2 separate regions of the Hordeum vulgare genome follow, and region 1 is linked to region 2. The links are chromatin contacts, called in public HiChIP or PLAC-seq maps. All regions are on one chromosome and are shown on one strand. The core of a region is the stretch at or near the end of the contact, and the rest is flanking DNA. Distances in the headings are between cores, read along the strand shown. Region 1 holds the start of LOC123398988. Region 2 holds the start of LOC123434352 (CDPK-related kinase 3-like).

The links. HiChIP or PLAC-seq counts read pairs in DNA pulled down with a chosen protein or histone mark.
Region 1: an H3K4me3 HiChIP or PLAC-seq map of embryo shows a contact between it and region 2, with 3 times the contacts expected there. The contact joins the promoter of LOC123398988 here to the promoter of LOC123434352 in region 2. A contact is called at or near these places in 1 of 6 Hi-C or Micro-C datasets (seedling) and 1 of 1 datasets of contacts at active chromatin or transcription factors (embryo).

The regions. Positions count from the first base shown.
Region 1 is chr1H:332,082,764-332,087,089 of MorexV3_pseudomolecules_assembly, reverse strand. It overlaps LOC123398988, which reads left to right and starts at 1,782. Exons shown (of 3, transcript XM_045093429.1): 1 at 1,782-2,652; 2 at 2,866-3,092; 3 at 3,186-4,003. The coding sequence starts at 1,782. The coding sequence ends at 3,851.
Region 2 is chr1H:331,850,108-331,854,491 of MorexV3_pseudomolecules_assembly, reverse strand. It overlaps LOC123434352 (CDPK-related kinase 3-like), which reads right to left and starts at 2,485. Exons shown (of 11, transcript XM_045115508.1): 1 at 1,494-2,485; 2 at 1-12. The coding sequence starts at 2,144.

The sequences.
Region 1 (4,326 bases), core at 533-3,032, 230 kb before region 2:
TCTAATACAGACACTTTTTTAATGATGGAGAACAATGGCTAGACTGAATAAAGTGACAACAATTTTCCCTAAAAAGTATGGGTTACTCCACAAGGAAACGCTACACGCTACAATACACGGATACAGTTGTAGGAGTTTAAATTTATCTCTGCAATTGCCAATGAGATGACAAAAAAATCACTAGAAAATCACTTACTGCTAAAAAAATTCGCAACATATACGATCATGCAATGCCAAAGTAAGTCTCCGTTTGGCTCTTAAAAGATAGATTGATATTTACAGTGTTTGAGGGCACTTCCCAGCTGATATGGTTACTTAGATACATAAAAATGTCAAAAGTCAAGCTTCATATTGCTTGTCCGGTGAAGGCTTCCAATTTGACATGTTTTTGCGTGTTCTGTGATCTTTACCATGTATGGCATATCTCGATCATGAGTGTCGTGTGTAACTTGCACATCAGCAGTTTTACTAGGGTGAGAACTTGCAGCAACCGACTTAAAAATTGAATTAATCTGAACAATGTTTGGTGGCGCTTTTATCTTTATTGTGCTGAATTATGATCTCACAATTAGCTATATTGGATAAGTTGGAGATAGGAAAAATCTGCATCACAATTAGAACTCATACAATATAATTTGCATCACAATCACGATAATTGACATGTACAAGATAAAAATTCTTCATAGGTCACAAGCATCACAAATCACCCAACCAAAACAAGTAAACAACGAAAAGTTGATGTATAAACTCAACAATGATACAATATGGTGATTGGGATCAGTAGACGCATGGTGTCATGTATTGATGTTTAAACCTTGGGTTCTTGGCTAGTTTTTGTTGGTTGGATATAAAAGATTTGGCAAGTGAACAAGGTTTCATTGCGCCGTCGTCATATGAAAAGGATCAACAACAACGTTGGCGGCTAATTTCTACATACCAAACGTCGTGTAGGGTAATCACATGAAAACGCAAGGCCCAACCATAAGATTAGAGCCAATCATCTAACCTGGCCGCTAGTGGGCTTCACACGAGTCTTTTTCTTTTCTAAAATTAACCTTGCGATAGGGGGGGTATGTATAAACCTGCGGAATACGTGTGTTCGTATCGCTAATTTTGTAGCGTTGCTCGATCGTTTGAGGGGTCAGCCCCTGCTCGCCCCCTTGTCTCCGTCACTACTTGTGTGGTAAGACAAGAATTTTAGGACAGAGGTAGCATTATTTAATTTGATTTAGTTGAGGATTAGTAAAAAAGTTATTGATTTCGGTATGAGCAGAGGAAGGCAATGAATGTTTGATATAGTTGAAATTTCGGTATGAACAAAAAAAATATTTAAGGTTTGAAAAAACTAAAATTTCTTCATGAATTATAAGTATGTGTACCTTTTTCAAATTTGCGAACAATTATCAATTCATGAACATTTTTTGAATTCAACAACATTTTTTAAATCATGAACATTATGTTGTATTCAATATATTTTAAAAATATTTTAATATTCTAAATAAAAAATAAAATGATTTTTTTCGGTTTTATAAATTTTACAAATTTAGCAAAGCCGACCGAAATTGAAGAGGAAAAACGGCATGGCGCGCTGGGCCAGGCCCATGTAGCGAGCGACGCGAACGCTGCTGTACTCGTGAGCGACACGGTGGTCTGGGGTCGCGGCCGTGATACATAACAGCGCCCACATATATATATATATATGTGGGTGCTGGGCCTGTTCGTCTCGACACCGGCATCCGCCCGTCGGCACCGATTCTTGAAAACCGGTGGTAGCCTAAACAATGGAGATCGGCGGCGGCGGCGTGGGGCGGATGAAAAGGGAGGGTGAGATGGCGACGGAAGTGAGGGGGCAGGGAAGCACGCTCATGTTAACACTGAACCAGGAGGTGGAGGTGCGTGCTGCCGCGAAGCTCACCAAGGAAAGTATCAGCCAGCAGATCCAAGTCCTGGAGAAGAACATGACTAAGATGGGACGTCGCGGGTCCGCAGGTCACAAGGATCTGCTGCAGTTGCAAGATGATATGATGGAGGTGTCGCGAAGGATCTTAAGTCGGGTCGATTCTTTGCTCCGGTGGAGCTGCTTCCGCGCGATCCAGCCCCCGACGATTAGCGATGAGACCGAGATGGGCATCCCGGCGACGACCCAGCGCCGGACTGGCGATGATGATGGAGAGACACATACGGTGCCGAGGATCCGCGGCGAAGGCGGATCAGTGCAGGTCAGTGCGCAGCGTTTCGAGGAGCTGCTGGTTACTATCTTCATATCCATGGCCAGAAACATGTCTGCGGCGGCGCCGGGGTCCGGCTTAAAATTGAACTCGCTCTTGTCGCCGATCGATGAGCTGTGGGATGACATGCGCCAACTGGTCTCAACAGAGACGAAATTTCTAGCGACGTGCGTGTTTACTCGTGAGCCCTTGGCACACTGTATCTCCACATTGCAGTTGATCTCGGCAGTTTTCGACTGGCTCTCTGGATGGGTACCGGCTTTCACTATGAAATTGCTATCCATACGCGAAGATGAGGACATGGAGTGGGATGAGGATGAGGATGAGGATAAGAAGATGCAGATGATTGAGGAGAGCAACTTCGCTAACTACATTAGTCGCTGGGAACGCACATGCAGTAACGGCTGCAGCTTCGAAGACACGAGTGAGTAAACATGTATGGATATGTGCGTGCTTATGCATATACTCCCTTCATTCCTAAATAATTATAGTTGGAGAGAACTAGTCTAGTTCTTTCCAACTAAAATACAATTATTTATGTATAGAGGAAGTATTAATTTGTCTGCTTGAACGGGTTATTTAGTTAGTTCATGTTTGATTAACACATACAGTATTTAACTCGGGGGTCTGCATGCAGCATTGTTGAGCTCCATGCTCTTTACACACTACATACCAGGCCACGCCCCATTGGATGCTGGCTGCCAGCGGACCATGCAGATCTACTCCATGAAAGTTGCAAAATTAGAAGGCCACAGCTGGCCACTGAAGGTGTATGGTGTGGTCGCCGCCCGAGATGTCGTGGACAATCGTCGTAACATTCTCTTCTTTCGCTCTAGGGATGACTACCAACTCCTCACAGAACATGTAAGCGCGGGTTGTTTCCTTTTCTTCGTCTTTTTTTTTTCTTATTGTCTGCATCCTTGTTGATGAGTTAATGTTGAATGATGATGTTTTCAGGATCCTTTTTTGCACTTGACTGGCCCATCTCGAGCAATAATCTCTACGGACACTGTCAAGATTGAGATCCAACTAAAATTAAAGGGTACAACAAAGTCTGAAGATAGAGCATTGATCAGTAAAGCCTTCTCTTATAATGGTGATGTTGGTGATACTTTTTCTACGCGTCACCTCAGTGGCCACTTTTGCACAATAGAGTTGTGCTGTGAGCATCTTGAACGCTCCCTCCAAGCCACTATCCTTAGTATCCGTGTTCTAGAGGGCTCAATGCCTTGTGAAAATGGCATCCGAGTTGTTTGCTCCTCACTGCCTTCTGAGAGCCCATCTGAGCATGTATTGTTGTTTGCTTCAAAAGCTGGAACAAATCCCGTGGGTGAAGGGGGCTATCTAGATCTGTCAAGGCAAGTTATTTCGGTAAAAAGACAAGGAAGGCTGGAAATTCTCGTGGAGATCTTGGAACAATCTGGCTGCACAAGTCATTGCTTTGTCTTCACACCGGAATCCAGCAACGTAAGTCAAAAAGAATTTAACCTTGGTGACTGTAAATTGGAGATTACTGTTGCTTGGTCCCTCCTTATTGGTGACCAACGGTATATCTTGATGATGGGGTATATAGAGCCTTACTCACCAATTCCGCATATCCCTTTAATGGAGCTTGGAGAATGAACTTTGTTTCTTAACTATGGTCATGTTGGCTGTCAATGTGCCTGGTATTCAGTGTTGCGTAGCTGTAGCAAGTGCCTATTTTGGTCTTCAGCTACTTAACTGTAATTTGTATGAAAATTCAAAAGAAAAAACTCTAATTTGTATGCTGGCACTCCTGGCTTACTCGTGGAGCATCTTATTTCTGGATTGTATGCCGATTTGCCTAATGCCCTGATTATGAGTCCTTAATTTGCACTGCATATTTAGGAACGGAGGGAGTACATGTTGATGTGATCGAACTTGCCCTCATTCAAATGTAGCCTTTGTGGATTTAGTTTCCTAACCTCAAAGTGTCGGTCCACAGGGACATACAGGTATTAGATCGTCATCCAGATACACATATACGGATGAAAATCTTTAGAACATGCTTAAATTAGTATCAGATGAGCATGTGAGATCACTTTTTTTTTGCCCCAATCTCTTCCAAAGAATGATA
Region 2 (4,384 bases), core at 1,236-3,735:
TGCTGTTGTCATCTGCTAGAGAAGAACAAAAGGTTGAGATTACTTTGTAAAGGATAAAATGCGAAATTGGTAGTCAAACAGTCAAAGACAGCTATCCATAACCTAACGAGCTAGACAAGCAAACTTGGTGCTAACTGATACATCTTCATATTGAACTATTAAGCTTAATGGAAAGATTGCCTGGGCATTAATTAGCTTCTAGCAACAAAAGATCAAGCTGTCAAGAGAATGATGACCATACATTATATGATTACTGGGAAAATGTTTGTATAAGATGCAAATGAAAGACCGATATGTGATGACAGGGAACACAATTATATCAGGTGCAAATATTAAAACGACAATATGAGAGCGAGAGATGCATTAAACTTGATAGATACGTCAAGGGTTCAAATAGTTAATGTAAGTAGCCTCCCCAAAACGAGAACACTATAGCAAGCCAAAAAAAAAGTCAGTAATCAATACAAGTAATAACGGTCGGAAAAGAAAACGACATTTACGTGCATGAGAAACATCAATGCCGGCATGCACACGTACGTGTACGTAGAATTCAGTTAGCTGTATTGCATACTAGTTTATCAACAGATCCTAGCTAACACCAGGAAAGATATAATATGAAACCAAACAATCTCTTAATTTTCTTGAACAAAAAACATTGAATAGTATTAGTCCCTGCAAGGGCAATACAAGTTGATCATATTATCAACGTATTCTCAAATTCGGCACCCTAATAATCTAAAAGATATGTATACCTGCTTACATGCTAGATGTCAAGAAAAACATCAAGGACTTGGAAACTTAAAAAAAAATACTGTATAAATCAATACTATTGCTCCCTGGAAGAGCAATATAGGTAGGAAGGTTGATCACATACAGTTGGGTGCCTCCCATGCCTTACTGTTTTCTATGCTTCTAGCTCTGATCATACTAACAAAGTGCCACAATATTGATTTGATAACTACTGAACTCTTGATAGTTACATGTAGTTATCCACACTACTCCAGCTAAAATTCTGCCATTATTTGACAAGCTATCAGGGGATCTCACAGAGAAATTGGTTACTTTTAATCCTGTAACCAAACACTGCATAAGCTAATCCCCTGCCGGTTTCTTACAAAAAAAGAACAAAACAAGAACATGTGTCAGATGGACAAACAGTGAGATCAAAGTAGAAGACAAAAATTCAGTGCAGCATCACTACAACGACATTTCCATAATGTACTTCTTACTTCCAAGGAAATGCCAATACCCTGTTCATTATGCAAGGCAGACAAAGAAAACGAATGATTAACTTATGATTGCAATGTCTGTGCTAGTGGCATTGGCCAGTTGCTGAATTCTTGTTGCAAAAGTAACAAAGGATTCATTGTAGAACAAGTGAGCAACTGAAAGGATCACACGGCATCTTAATACCAAGCAAGATCTAAGTTGGTAGAAACTGAGACGGTTATGCATTTAGGAGAGATGGGTGCGAGATCAAGAAAGGGTTCGACCTTGGCTTTGGAGATGACCTTGACAGCTAGGACTTGACCTCTCATGTCCCCCTTGCGGGCACGCGCGAGACAGGTGTGGCCGAAGTGGCCGCGACCCACCTCCTTTCCCAGCTCGTACATGACCGCGAAGTGGCAGTCGTAGCCGAAGCTCTTGTCGAGCTCCTCCTCTCCTCCACCGCCGCCGCCGGCCCCGTTTTCGGGGATCGGGACCTCCTGCGGCGGCTTAGCGGGCGGCGCCTGCGCAGAGGTGGCAGCCGGGGAGCGGTGGCCGAGGCGGCGCGCCAGCGACGCCTTGATGTGCTTGGCCGGGGACGGCGGAGGGAACGGGCGGCGGAAGAAGCGCCTGGGCGTGGACGCGGACGTGGCCGGGGACGGCGCGATGCCCTCGGGGAGCGGGCTGGCCGCCCAGGGGCTCCCCGCCGCGGCCGCCGCCGAAGCCGAAGTCCTGGCCGGCGTCACCCCCGCCCTGCTGCGCGGCGTCCCCGCCGGCGACGGCCTGCTGCTGCGCCTCCCTCCCGCGGCCATCTCCCCGGCGGGCTCCTCCTGGACGGCAGACGCCGAGACCGAGATGGTGGTCGTCCCTCGGGCAGCACCACCCTCGCCCGCATCCGCGCCGTCCGCGTGTATGTTCTTGGCGTAGCACTGCCCCATGGCTCCCCCGGCGCCGATCACCGGAGGCGCGGCGGCGAACACGGAAACGGCAGGAATGCGGCGGGGTTTGGGGCGGGTCGAAGGGGAGCGAGCGGGGGGCGGAGGGGTTGGGATTTATAGGACGGGGACGGGATGGAGGAGCGAGCCAAAAATCAAGTATTAATGCGGGGAGAAGAGATGAGACAAGAAATGGTAATGCGCGTGATGAATTGCTGGCTGGCTGGCTGGCTGAGCAGGAGAGGTAACGTACGCGCCTGCCTTGCTGGCTGGCCGCGGGCGCGGCGGTGAACGGAGGAGGAGACGCGACGCGAGGGGGAGGGGGAGGGGGAGGAGAGGAGGACTGACTGAGGAGGCAGTCCAGTCAGGGAGGCGAGGGACTGACTGAGCAGATGGTTCCTCTGACAAGCGGGTCCGTTGGAGTGTATGGGCCAGGCCCGCAAGCCAGACGTACGTTTTGTTGGTTGTTTCTGTTTCCCTTCCTTTTTCGTATTTTTAGGGTTTTATTATACTACCATATACACTACTGTATTTTGTATTGTTTTAATGGTACATTAATACGGAGTAATATAATAAGGACCGCAACAGCTGGCGAACGTCCGCTTGGAGAGGGTTGGCATTTGCAAACGTTTTAGCTGTCAACTTTTAAGGCCTTCTTTCATTTATAGGCTAGGAAAATCATAGGAATAAGAAGATCATAGGAAATACTTCCTTCATTTTTAAATATAAGTCTTTCTAGAGGTTCCATCAAGGGACTACATACGGATGTAGATAGACATATTTTAAAGTGTAGATTCATTCATTTTGCTTCATATGTAGTCTTTTACTGAAATTTCTTAGAAGACTCATACTCCCTCCGTCCCAAAATTCTTGTCTTATATCTGTTTAGATATGAATGTATCTAGTCATGTTTTAGTATTTTGATACATTTAATTTTAGAAAACCTAAGACAAAAAATTTAAGACGGAGGGAGTATTTAGTAACGGATGGAGTAAGATGGTATGGATCTCAAATTCTGTGACTAGGAATAGGAAAGGAGATGCTCTTTGATTCACATCATACGATTTTCTTTTTCTATTGAATTTATACTAATATTTATTTTCCTATGATGTGGGGAGGATAGGAAGAATTCCTCCATGGGGATAGGTTTCTATTTCTACAAATCAAAGGGCTCTAAAGGATTATTATTTTTTTACAAAAATTCTATCCTATGAAATTCCTACATAATTCCTCCAAACAAAAGGAGGTCTAACTGAAAGGACGTGGATGTCGCTTAGAGGGGGTGAATAAGCGCTTTAAAATAATTATGATTTAAGTTTAAACAAATGTGAAATAAAATTAACATTTAATTTATCAATAACAAAATCTAAAACAGTTAGGCTAACCTATGTGCACCAACAATTTATGTTAAGCAAGATAAACAACTAAGTGATAGCAAGATATATAACAAGAAAACAATATGGCTATCACAAAGTAAAGTGCATAAGTAAAGGGCTCGGGTAAGAGATAATCGAGGCACGCAGAGACGACGATGTATCCCGAAGTTCACACCCTTGCGGATGCTAATCTCCATTTGAAGCGGTGTGAAGGAACAATGTCCCCAAGAAGCCACTAGGGCCACCGTAATCTCCTCATACCCTCGCACAATGCAAGATGTCCTGATTCCAATAAGGAACACTTGAGGGCGGTCACCGAACCCGTACAAATGGCAACCCTTGGGGCGGTCACCGAACCCGTACATTTTGGCAACCCTTGGGGACCGTCACCGGTACCCGTACAAATTGCTCAGGGCGATCTTCACAACCTAACTGAAGACCCCGGCACTTGCCCGGAGCTTTACACCATAATGATTGAGCTCCAAGGCACCACCAAGCTTAGTACCCAAAAAGAACAAGCTCTAGGGTACCAAGCACCCAATAGTAATACGCTTCTCAAACTTCATTTCCACATATCACCGTGGAGAACTCAAACCTGATGCAGCTAATGCAATGGTAAGAACACACGAAGTGGTCAAGTCCTTCACACTTAAATCCCTCCACAACAACAAAAACTATGGAGGGATATGAGAGGAAGTACAAGAAGCTCACAAAGAACTCCAAGATCTAGATCCAAGGGGTTCCTCTCACATGAAGGAGAAAGTGATTGGTGAAAACATTGATCTATATATCTCTCTTTTCCCTCAAGAACTACCAAGAAACATTGGAGGGATTGAGAGTTAGTAAGCTCGAAGAAGGTCAACAATG